Regions from separate parts of the Mus musculus genome. Here region 1 is linked to region 2. The links are chromatin contacts, called in public HiChIP or PLAC-seq maps. All regions are on one chromosome and are shown on one strand. The core of a region is the stretch at or near the end of the contact, and the rest is flanking DNA. Distances in the headings are between cores, read along the strand shown.

Region 1 (6,674 bases), core at 119-2,618, 1.3 Mb after region 2:
AGTGTGACAGGACATGGTGGCCAGTTTCTCCAGACCTCTCTGACCCGCCTGGGTCCAGCCCCTCCCTGGTTTGTTTTCCTTCTGGCAGCTATTACGATACATTTTATGAGCCCTTTTAAGTCTTTAATGATGCGTACTCCTGCAGCTGGCTTAAGGCTTAATCCCAAGCAATAGGCCTTTATTGGATAAATGGTTAATAATCACTGGTCTGTAGGGATTGGGACGATTTGTGAGGCCCGTGATTCTCAGAAGCCCCACGCGGGCTTCCGAGTGCATCTAGGAGATCAGACACCCTGGGAGACCTCAGATGTTCGGTGGGATAAGCATTTCTTCTGCCCTCCGAGTACAGCAAAACAGGCAAGTTTCCAGGATTTCTCCCAACGCCTGTTTCCATCCACTTGAATTTGAACAGACTGTGTGACCTTCAGTGAAGTCCCCTTTCCCCCTCTGGGGCCTGGGTTTCCTGTCTGTCAGACAGAGAGGTGGGAGGAGATGGCCTTGAAGGTGCCAAGTGTCAGTGATCTGGTGAGCCCCAGATTTCCCAGACCAGAGCTCCTCTCTCCTCTTGGGCGTGTCACTGAGGGCTATGAATGGCAAGGGACCAGCAGCTCGGTGGATTAAGTGCTTAGCTACTGGGCAAAGAATTGGGTCAGCTGTAGTCACAGGGCAGTATGTGCAAAGCAAAGCCAGACTTGGCCCCTAGTTTTATAGCCTGGCTCAGTGTTTCGGTCAGCACTGGGAAGGACCCACATAAGTGGACTGGGGCCTCTTCCACGGGACTCTGGGAGGAGATTGGAGTCTTCCAGGTGTACTGATGGCAAGAAGCCAGGACTCGCTCACAGGTGAAAAGGGAAGGCACTGTGGATGCTTTTCCCAGGCAGCTTGTGACTGGAGGCCTTGACTGGATCTGGATCTGGCTTAGACTTGGCAGTTGCGATGAGATCCAAAAGGCAGGTGACACAGGAGCATGGGAGCAAGCACACCTGAGGTTGAGCCTTAGTTCCGTCCAGGCTAGAAGGGCCTAGATGACTAGTTTGCCCAAGCCTGGGACTTTTAACATAACCCGAACAACACTTGATTTTTGACTGTGTTAGTTTAAAACGATGAACGATTTGGTTGTTTATTTCTTCTGGGCACCAATAATTATTCTGGCAGAAATGTAATGTTTTAGCGCCTGCTGTATGGTGTGGATTGCAGGCATTAACTGCTTGCTTATTCCAAAGCAAAGCCCGGCATACCGTGAGAAACGTGATCTTTTTTTATTCTTTTATCTAGAAGTAAAGCACTAGAAACAGAGTTACACCCACCCTCTTGTTCAGTGGTATGGTCCACAAAATTTTAGCTTTAGGATTGGGAAAAAAAATCTGGCTTAGAGATAGTTTTCTCTAGAACGTATTCCCCTGGATTCTGTCTTACACCCACAGTGTTTAGAAGGCAGAACATAATCCTTGGAAGACAGCCAGTGTTCTCTCTCTCTCTCTCTCTCTTTCTCTCTCTCTCTCTCTCTCTGTGTGTGTGTGTGTGTGTAAAGAAAGAAACACGTTTCTCTTTCAGATGTATATATGACCAGATGTCTGCGTTGTTCTTTAAATTTTCAGATCTTTCCGGACCCATCAGACTTTGACCGTTGCTGCAAGCTGAAGGACCGCCTGCCCTCCATAGTGGTGGAACCCACTGAAGGGGAGGTGGAAAGCGGGGAGCTCCGGTGGCCTCCTGAGGAATTCCTGGTCCAGGAGGATGAGCAAGACAACTGTGAAGAGACAACAAATGAAAAGAAGGACCAGTAGAGTCCACGCAGGCTCGCCTGGGTCATGCCAGCCAGCACACCTGAACTGTTTTTCCCATGGTGATGGAAGAAGAGAATGAGCCACAGTCATTGTGAAAATGTCAAACGAGGCTTCCGTTTTGCACCTGAAAATCACCGAGTCGGTTTTCTTTTCTTCTTCTTTTTTTTTTTTTTTTTTTTTTTTGGTTTGTTTTTAAATTCGTTGAGCAATGGAGCCCTCTGACAACTTGCAAGGCTGAGAAAGGAAGTTGCTGAGAACAGGGGTGGAGGGGGGGGTGGGGGGAAGGGGTGCTGCTTCGAAGATCCCTATCTGAACTCTAGTGCCAGAGGCAGTGCGTGCACATGTGTGTGTGTGGGGGGGGGTGCAGTTCGGGCTGAGGGGGTGAGCAAATGAGCAAGAAAGATTTTGGATTAGAAGAAGAACAACAACAACAACAAAACAAAACAAAACAAACTCTACACTTTTAAAGAGAACTACAGCCAGGAAGTGCTGCTCTTTCCAGCATTTGTCCTGGCTACTGGGGCATCTGACAACCAAGTCCTTATCTCCTGCTCTGTTGCTCACAGCCACCAGCCTTTGTTTTCATTTCAAGTGTGTTTGGTCACCCACAGAGAAGTCGGGCCAGGTAAACTGCCTAGGAAGCCAGATGGAGGGATACAGAGGAAAGGAAGACTCCACCACCATTCCCCAGATGCTTCAGGCTGTCAGAGTCCCCAGGGACCTGGGAGGCTTTAAGACATAGTACTTTTGAGTTTTTCTCCCTATTTACCCCCTTCTGCCTCCCAGTATATAAGGGGAACAGCCAGAGCACTTCCTGCCCTTGTGAGGCACTCCAAGGCTGCAGCCTGAATAGGGAGTGCCTCCTCCCACGGTGGATCTCCCAAGAATTCTTATGTAATCTCTATGGAGCAGGAGGGTAGAAGTGTCGGCTTTCTCAGGCCTGCCCTTCCTTTCTCCTTTGGCCACAGCAGTCAGGTGGACGGTCCCCAGCTATGCTGTGGCCTGTCACTGTTCATCTGACCTGCAGCAGGGCCACTCCAATGGGTTTCCCAGCCCGGCTTCCATGGGCGCTAAAAGCAGAGTGTGCTTCTTGGTTGGGAAGCTGGCTAGCGGGCTTCCATGCAGGGGCCTGGGTGGTGCCGCATTGATTCCCATGTGGGAATCAGCCCTCCAGTGGAGCAGCTGTGGCATCCAGTTTGAGACAGTAGCTGTTGTGAGATCACGGCTTCTCCTCTTGTTGCTCCTGAGCACAGGTTGGGAGAAGATACAGGGTGTGCTGGAGTATCCTTGTAGAATAGCAGCCTTTATTCCTTCCCCACTTTACCTGTCTCTGGAAAGGGCAGCAGTTGCATGGGGAAATTAACATTTGGATTTAGCTCTGATCATAGCTCAGAACCTTCTGGAATAGCGGGTTAGAGGACAGAATTTTTAGAGCAGGGCTGTTTGGTCAAGAGGTGGACTTAAAGCCTTCCTTAGGCTTCACTTAGCCAACCAAGGCACTCACAAATGTCCCCTCACGTCTCTTGTCAGTCCAGGTTGACCCCCGTCTTTGGACTCGTTTGTCTGGTTCTATTTAATACCTCAAAGTCAGTGTGGCTCTGGGCCACGTTGGGGCAAGAGCGTGGGGGGTGTGCTGTTGACACGGCATTCAGCAAGGTTTGGTTCTGGGATGCCGATGGTCACCCCCTCCCCCGTCTCTTCCCTCTGTCGTCTGCCTGTGATACACACCGATGGCAATAACTTTTTTCCGGCTCCTTGCAGAAGTGGGAGAGGGCTGCAGCCAACCCTGCAACCAGAGAGCTTCTCTCTCTCTTGCTTCCACTCTGCTCTGTTTTGGCTACAGAGATCTGTTCATCCCACTCCTGTTCCCCCGCAGCGTTTCTCATCCCTCGCCTCCCTTTATGGACAGGTGTCTGGCCTTTTAAATTCCCGTGTTGTGGTGTCTTCTCATCCCTACCCCAGTTATCTGTCTTGGTCTTGCCGTGTGATGGGATGTGCTTGTAAATCCAGTATCAAATCAGCTTTGTGTATATGTGTGTCTCTGGGGTGGCTTCTTCCTTTTGCTGGTCACTAGACTGTGTTGAACAACCATGTGCTGTCTGAGCAGGTCAGGGGCTGACCGCTACAGGCCCCTCAGCGGTTGAGCCTGTTGGGGGGACCCAGCTGCTCTTGGACAAGTGGCTGAGCTCCTGTCTGGCCTCCTCTTTTCCTCCTCCTCCTCCTCCTCCTCCTCCTCCTCCTCCTCCTCCTCCTCCTCCTCTTCCTCTTCCTTCTCTTCTTCCTTGTCTTCCTCCTCCTCTTTCTTTAAGTAATTTGTGTGTATTTCTAACTGATCGTATTGAAAAAAAAATCCTAGTATTTCAGTGACATGCCTGTTGTGAGATGAACCTCCTGTGACTTCTGTCTGTTCTGTATTGAGGCTCAGGGAGAAACTAGCATTTTTTTTTCCAAACTACTTTTTGTCACTGTGACAGTTGTAAATAAAGTTTGAAAATGCTTTCCATTTTGGTTTGGGTTCCTTCCCCGCCCCCCCCCCCCGACCCCCCATTGTATTGGATGGATGGGATGGATTCAGCTCACAAGAACAAGCACTCAGGCTGCAGAGGTCTCTCATGCATCACTATTGCTGGCCTCTAACACTAACTGTTCATAGGGAAACATGAAGAACAGAAAAGCCTGTTCATCCGAGTCCAACATGGTGAATGAATCTATTGTTTTTTTCTTTTTAAGTAGAAACATGGTGAGCCTAACTAAAGTAGTAGACATATCACCAAAAAGTCTCACTCAGTCATGAATGACAACATCCCCATAGTTGAATAAACTCAGTGTTCTCTTCATTCAGCTTTCCACCCTGTGTGTACTCTAACACCTTCAGAGTCCACACACAGCTGGGCTAGAAATACAGAAACCTGGAGGGACGGTGGCTGGAATCCCAGGTCAGGGTATAATGGCCCTGCTCCAGTCTCTTCCTCTGTGAGGAACATCAGCAAACCTGACCTTGGGGGTGACCGTTACACTCAGCAGACACCATTCCACAACTTGGCTTTCATAGTCTAGGAGAGTCCATCTAACACAGAGTTGTCCATCCGACACGGGGTTGAATGGTAACAGGCTTTCTTCAGTGTTCATGGTTCTCCATTCCTGATGTATATCAGAACTCTCTGGAGGATTCCACGAGCAAATGCTAGGCCCTTGCCTCAAGAAACTTGGATTTCAAGGATTTGAAGTGGACTAGGCATCCATATGTTTATAGAGTCACTCGGGAAGATTTTTTTTTAAACAGGAAGCCAAAAGTCTTGAAAGGAAGAGACGCTTAGGATGCGTCGTAAGATTGCTCATAAAGGCTGGGATGGGGGAGGGGGTAGCTGGACCTAGATATGAGTACAGAGAAATGGAACGTGGCCCCAACTATCCATGAGTGCCCACCGCTTGTCAGTAGGGGAAGTACACAGTCCCTCGGTGACCCAGGCTCATAGTATGTCACCAGGTTAGTGTCAAATGATAAGCTCAAGTTCAAGGTCAGGAAGGGCTGGGTGCTCTGAGAGCAATTATCAGGTCAGTGGGAATGTTAGGGAGGGCTCAGGATACATGACGAGGAATTGGTCTGCATAGGAGTAGAGGAGAGAGGAAAGACTTAGTGTGTGTGGGAAAGCTGCACAGAGGGGCTTGGAACGAACTGGACCAGGATAGATGGAAAGAAATAATGTGACAAGGAGTGCTCAGGGATGGGGAAGCTTGCATTTCATCCCAAGTGGAAGATTCACATCCTGACATACTCTGACTCAGAGGGAGGAGGCGAGGCGATACTGATAGGAGGCCAGAAAGGGCTTTACAGATGTCAGAGGGAAAGAAGGTAGTGCTCTGGAGAAGGAATCTTTGAGCATTTTCTAACCCTGAGGCTATGCATTTTTTTTGCTTCCACTAAGCCCTCATTTAGACCCCTAACAATGGTGGGTAGAAATAATCACATGATCTGTGCTGGTGTCCGATATCCAGTAGAATGTCAATCCATACAGATGTTAGCCATAATGAAGCTACCAGATGAATGCATCTGTGAGCCTGAGGGTAGCTTGAGAAATCCATCCGTCTCCATGTTAGGCCGTTCCTCTAATATCACTCCAGTATCCTGAAGAGTTCATCTAATATGGACTTCCTGAACACAAACTCTGAAAACTCTCTTTACTTGCATTTATATGGAAAATACTATGAAAGTACAAAAAAGGAGAAGGAATCAATGTGATCTTTGCACGGTTACAGCATCTAAACCCAACATATAAAAATGTATTGGATTTCTATGTAGTAATAAACAAGTCGAAATTGAAATTTAAATAATATAACATTTATCCTAGCACATACAATATATCACTTAGGGATGAATGTTAGGTATATAGAACATGGGCAACAAAATCTACAACGCTGAGAGAAACTAGAGAAGACATAAACATAAGAGATATACCATGTTCATGGACTCGAAGACTTGATGTAATTAAGTTGGTACGTTCTTGATTCATCTATAGATTCAAAGCAATCAGAAATCTCAAGAAAACTGTTTTCTGAGAAAAAAATGATGATCCAATGCTAAAATTTCTATAACATTGCAAAAGACCCAAAAGGGCCAAAGCAATATTGGAAGAGAAACTGGAACTTTGAAGAGTTGCAGTTCTTAGTTTCAAAACTTACCACAAAGCAACAGCCACGAGGACAGAACAGCTTCTGCATCAAAGTAAACAAATAGATTAGTAAGACAGAATGGAGCCCAGAGATAATCAGACATAGGACAGTTGATTTTTTTTTTTTTTTTTGACAAAGGTTCTAAGGTGACTCTGGAGCATAGCAGTCTCCTCAGCAGCTATGCTACCAGTGGCCTTCCAAAGGCCACTAACTTCT
Region 2 (5,889 bases), core at 1,335-3,834:
CGTGTGTCTGCCAATGTTTTGACTGTTCTTTGAACCCATGTGTGTGCCCACTGATGAAGCCCATTGCCAGGTGTTTGTGATATTGGCTGCTGGGGAAGAGTCGGAAAAATCTCCCCCAGCAACCACAGCCAGGCCAATCCGGAGTTGTTACACCTGCACCAGACTCTTTCCTTGTACCCCTCCCATACCCATTGATAGACATTGTTTAGATCTGGAAATCTCCTACTCTCCCTTTTCCTTTCTCCCCTGAGGGCCTATAAAAACTGGGACCTCTTTCCCGTGGAGGTGACTCCTCTACCCCTGTGTGGGATATGAGTCGTCCCCAGAGCTCTGGCTTTCCCCAAATAAAGCCTAATGTGGTTTGCATCAAGTTTGTTCTCTTGTGAGTTCTTATGTGTCCGCTATTGTCCCGAGGCCTGAGCGAGGGGCTCCTCTCGGAGTCTTTCAATAATAGTACTACCTGAGGACCCAGCTATACCACTCCTGGGCATATACCCAAAAAATGCTCCAACGTATAACAAGGACATATGCTCCACTATGTTCATAGCAGCCTTATTTATTATAGCCAGAAGAAACTGGAAACAACCCAGTTGTTCCTCAAGAGAGGAAAAGATACAGAAAATATGGTACATTTACACAATGGAGTACTACTCAGCCATTAAAAAACAATGACTTCATGAAATTCACAGGCAAATGATTGGAACTAGAAAATATCACCCTGAGTGAGGTAACACAGTCACAAAAGAACACACATGGTATATACTCATTGATAAGTGGATATTAGGAAAAAAGCCCAGAATACCCATGATATGACTTACAGACCATATGAAGGTCAAGAAGAACGAAGACCAAAGTGTGGATGCTTCAGTCCTACTTAGAAGGGGGAACAAAATAATCATGGGAGGTAGAGGGTGAGTGAGACTTGGGAGGAATGTAGGAGGGGAAGAGGAAAAGAGGGGGGGTGCAGGAACAGGTGTGGGAGGAGCAGGGGAGATCTATAGAGGGTAAGGAAATTGAACATAGGCATGTAGCAACGGGGATGGGTAGCTAACAGAAAGTCCCAGACGCTAGGAAAGCAAGAGGTTTACAGGACCCAAGGGGGATGACTTTAGCTGAATTACCCAACAAAGGGGAGAGAGAACCTGTATCCAGAGGTTAGGCACGGTCCCTGGTTGAGAGATGGGGCCATTAACCCTTCTCAAAATTTTAACCCAGAATTGCTCCTGTTTAAAGGAAATACATGGACAAAGAGTGGAGCAGAGACTAAAGGAAAGGCCTTCCAGAGACTGCCCCACCTGGAGATCCATCCCATATACAGCCACCAAACCTAAATACTATTGCTGATGCCAGGAAGTGCTTGCTGATAGGAGCCTGATATGGATGTCTCCTGAGAGGCTCTTGCAGCCCCATTGGAAGAACAACATCAACCAACCAGTACCATCAGAGCTCCCAGAGACTAAACCATCAACCAAAGAGTACACAGGAGGGACCCATGGCTCCAGCTGCATATGTAGCAGAGGATGGCCTTGTTTGTCGTCAAAGGGAGTGGAGGCCCTTGGTCCTGTGAAGACATGATGCCCCGGCGTAGGGGAATGCTAGAGTGGTGGGGCGGGAGTGTGCATGTGGGTGAGGAAGCAGCCTGGGGGAGGTGGGTAGGATGGGGGTTCTAGGAGAGGAAACCCGGGGGGGGGGTAACATTTGAAATTTAAATAAACAAAATAACCAATAATTAAAAAAAAAGAACCAATAAAATAAGGAAAAAATTTCTTCTATCTATCTATCATTTATCTTTTGGAGACAGTTTCCCTATAGTCCTCGATGTTATAGAATTCAGTTTCTAGACCGTGCCTGCGTCTGCCTCAGATAGAGTGCTGGGATTAAAAGGCACACATCCAGATGGGAATATATGTTTGGTTTCTCTTTTCTTTTTTTTTTTTTTTCTTTTGTGTGTGTGTGTGTGTGTGTGTGTGTGTTGTTTTTTGTTTTTTGAGACAGGGTTTCTCTGTATAGCCCTGGCTGTCCTGGAACTCACTCTGTAGACCAGGCTGGCCTCGAACTCAAAAATCCGCCTGCCTCTGCCTCCCAAGTGCTGGGATTAAAGGCGTGAGGCACCACCGCCCGGATTCTTTATTTACACCCAACTTGACCTCCTCTCTTGTCCAATAGTATCTCTGTGTGTTAACACAGATAAAAGAGGCATCTTGTTTCTTCAAGCCCCAACTCTAACTTTGATAGAACTATGATTGGATAATTATTGTACGTACATGGCCACGTCCTCGAAGAGACTAAAGAAACATGGAAACAGCTGTTACAATCTCGGAGATGTAAGTAAATATTTCTTTTAAACATTTCGTCTAGTTGTTTCATAGGACGTAGTTTTAAAAGAAGGATCTGGCTCGGTAGTATGCAAATCACTTCCCCTCGCGCTTCCTTCGCAGGACAAGTTAAGAAGGACCCCACTGAGCCACCGTCCACAGGGTGGGCCCGGCTAAACGCTGGCCTGCGTCACGACCAGCCACTTCTTGGGCTCTCAGCGTTCCCTCCGCCCCACTTCCTCCCTGCAGGCCCCACCCCGCGCCGGTGCGCCTGCGCCCGGGCGAACACGTGGCTGCCGCGGAGCCAGAGCAGCAATGGCGGCCGGAGGCGGCGGTAGCTACGACCCCTTGGCCCCGGCGGGGGTCCCCTGCGCCTTCTCGCCGGACAGTCAAGCCTACTTCGCTTTAGCCTCTAGTGACGGTCAGCTGCGAGTATGGGAGACCGCCAACAACCGGCTGCACCAGGAGTACGTGCCTTCCGCGCACCTCAGCGGTACCTGCACCTGCCTGGCCTGGGCGCCAGCACGGCTGCAGGCCAAGGTAGGATGAGCGGGGACGGCGACGGGGACGGGGACCTCCTGCCGGGCTGCGGCATCCCGGGCCGGGCGGCGAGGCGCGTGGCACCCCTGGCGCGCGTGGCCCGGGGCGTCCCGGGAGAGAGGAGGCGCGGAGCCGGGCCGGCGGCGCGCTTGGGCCGGCGCCGCGGCTGCAAAGTGCGGCCTGGCCCGAGGGGGGCTGCGGGAGGGTGCGGCCCGATCCCGCGGTCTCCACGAGGTCTGCACCCCGGCTGCTTCTGGGCCGCCATGTTCATCGAAGCCTCTGCTCCCCCGGGGGGCGGCCTCAGACTTCCCAGGCCTGGGTCCCCATCAGAGCTACCCGGTGCGCACTTTAGGACCGTCTCGCGCTTCCGCATCCCGGACCCCGGTATTGGTTTTGCTTTGGGCACTTGGAATGCGCACGTCTAGGTTAAGTTCCTTCCGGGAGCCCCTTCCCTCGGCTCGGATGCGTGTTCAACACGTGTTCCCTTCTGCCTCTAGGTTGTGGGATTCGTCGTCCCACAAACTCTTTTCCATTTCTAAGTTCCCTTCTTTCTCAGCGGAGGTACAGTGAAATAGAGTAGGGCATATGATGTAGGTCCTGGTGATTTTTTTTTTTTCTCTCGTAGTTGGGAAACTGCTTAGTTAGGGAATCCTTTTCGCTGTCAGGTAAATGCTGCTCACTGTTGACTCACCCGGTTAGATCTCGGCACGCACGTGGTTAGGCAGTCGGCAGGCAAAAATCTGGAACCGGTGTAAAAGGTATCCTAAAATATGTGACGTTTTGCTGTCACTGATGTTAAAGTTGTTGGGATAGCTTACTCCTTCCCATCCCAAGAGTAAACTTTCACATAAATTTATTTTATCTAAGTTGCTATACTCTGTGTGACAGTGGTTAGCTACTTACCGGATTCCAGCTTTTCTTGGTGACAAAGAGCAGATATGAGGCCCTATAAGTCAAACATAATCAGATTTGTGAAAGTTATGTAATTGTCAGCATTAGAGCTGCTGCACTTTTTTTTTTAACTTTATACAGTTTTCTTTTTAACTTAACAGTCCTGTAAAGTGGTGAGAGTACTTACTAACACTCAGAAATACAGAGAGAGCAGTTAGCTAAGTGCTTGTAGCCAGGCTGTAAAAGTAGGAGTCCAGCCTCTGTAATAATTGTGTTTTTTGTTCCCTACTTATAACATGAGGATAATCACTTAGAATAGTGTATAGCGCCTTAAGTGAAGTGCTAATTACTAGTGGTATTAGTATCTTGTATTTTTGTCCTTAGTCCACAAGGTATGTCAAAGCAAGCAATTTCAATAAAGGCCAACAGGAACTAGACTCGGAACTCGTGTCTTTGAAGTTCTTGGTTGTCCTCAACAGATAGTATTAGATACTCATTTCCAATCTTCTATGTCCCAGAACAAAATCCAAATTTCAAAAATAGCGGTTTGGAGATTTTCATCCACTGTGATACAGTAGGGATACAACCATTTTTAAAGGAGCCCAACTTTAACTTTTCAACAAAGCTCCTCAAATTAAAGCAACTTTATGTGACAAGATGACCCGAGTCCTGGTTCCCAAGTGGTGTGCTGGATTGGATGTGCCCAGTGGTTAGCATCCCCAGAGTGCCGGTGCAGTCCCCAGCAAGCCCTGCTTTCAAGTGCCAGTAAGTTTCACTTTCTTTTTATCTATATGTTGCCATTTCTGCTATGCAACTACTAAATGTCTGGGAATTAGTAAACAGACTTAGGCTGGGATGTAGCTCAAAGATAGAAAACTTGCCTAGCATATGAAAGACCCTGGATTGAATCAATAGTACCACAAAATCAGAGCTAGAAAAGCAGTCAGGGCTCAGGAAGCTAAACGGCATGGTTGGTCACTAACAAGCGGTAGCACTAGGATCCCAGCCTAGCCCCTTACACGGTGAACTCCTACCCTTGCACTTCATCATGGATGGCTGCAGAGCTGTCAGTTCCCATCCTGAGCATGTGACTCACGGAAGCAGCATTTTTCCAGTTCAGCGGTAGACTTAACTGGTCTGCTTGGTGCTGGGGTGGGCTTACAGGTCCAGGTAGTGTGTGGCTTAGAGTTTGTGGCAGCCGCTCAAACTCCGCTTTGGGGCTCACTGGATTGTGTGCCCTGGTATTTTAAGTATTCAGATGATCATCATACTAAACCTGTTTTACATTTTTAAGTGTTTAAAGTGTGACACATAAAATGGATGTTATTATAAAGCCCACGTTCCCAGTACATTGGTATGGTTTGGTATGGGATTTAGTAGACATACTATCTTTTTTTTTCCCCCAAATCCTTATTTGTCTCACCTTCAGACCTATTTCTAGAAGCAGTGGCTCCCACTTAAATGGTACTTACTCTGGTGGCATATGTGTTTTGTTTTTTTTTTTTTGTGTTTGTTTGTTTGTTTGTTTGTTTGTTTTCTGTATAGCTGGCTGTCCTGGAACTCACTTTGTAGACCAGGTTGGCCTCAAACTCCGCCTGCCTCTGCCTCCCAAGTGCTGGGATTAAAGGCGTGCGCCACCACTGCCCAGCGTAGACATCTTGCTTCCAGAGCTCTTAGGATTAAATGAGGTAATAACACATAAATGATTGTTATGGTGAGACTTGGTCCATAGTGGTTATTGTTCTGTCTGGACTCCTGTGCTCATGCAGTGCTGTATTGAATGGAATGAAGTCATATTGAGTGTCCTGCCCTTGGTTTAGGAATGGGCAATTTGCTACAAGGACAATGTTTGGTACTCTACCAGTAGAGAAAGGTAAAGTTATACTGTGTTTCTTGAATAATAGGTTGTAGTGGTGTTTCATAAATGTTTAAAAGGCTTTTTCCTGTTTCTAGAATGATCATAATACCTTGAAGTTTATGCCATGATCGATTTAGCGCTTCTCTGGTTTATGTTTGTATTGAACCTGTTATGCTAGTAGCAGGCTAGAGCCACACATTTAAGCCACCTAGAAATTGATCCTGTTGCTACCCACTATCTTTCTCTCAAACTTGTTTTTCTTCATCCTCTGGTAATAAAACCTGG

The links. HiChIP or PLAC-seq counts read pairs in DNA pulled down with a chosen protein or histone mark.
Region 1: an H3K27ac HiChIP or PLAC-seq map of regulatory T cell precursor shows a contact between it and region 2, with 6 times the contacts expected there. The contact joins the enhancer-like site here to the promoter of Wdr43 in region 2. A contact is called at or near these places in 5 of 39 promoter capture datasets (the 3T3-L1 cell line, frontonasal cranial neural crest, hippocampal neurons and 2 more) and 4 of 115 datasets of contacts at active chromatin or transcription factors (astrocytes, embryonic forebrain, large pre-B cells and 1 more).

What each region holds. Positions count from the first base shown.
Region 1 is chr17:72,937,658-72,944,331 of GRCm38.p6, forward strand. Lbh (limb-bud and heart) reads left to right here. Exons shown (of 3, transcript NM_029999.4): 3 at 1,599-4,289. The coding sequence ends at 1,787. Among named protein-coding and RNA genes, the nearest start is that of Lbh, 23 kb to the left of the region's middle. Within about 2 kb of position 1,369, at least 91 of the 459 cell types and tissues checked have an H3K27ac peak or open chromatin away from gene starts, as enhancers often do. A contact at or near this core is called in astrocytes and regulatory T cell precursor, where this site is marked.
Region 2 is chr17:71,613,631-71,619,519 of GRCm38.p6, forward strand. Wdr43 (WD repeat domain 43) reads left to right here and starts at 2,585. Exons shown (of 18, transcript NM_175639.1): 1 at 2,585-2,855. The coding sequence starts at 2,631.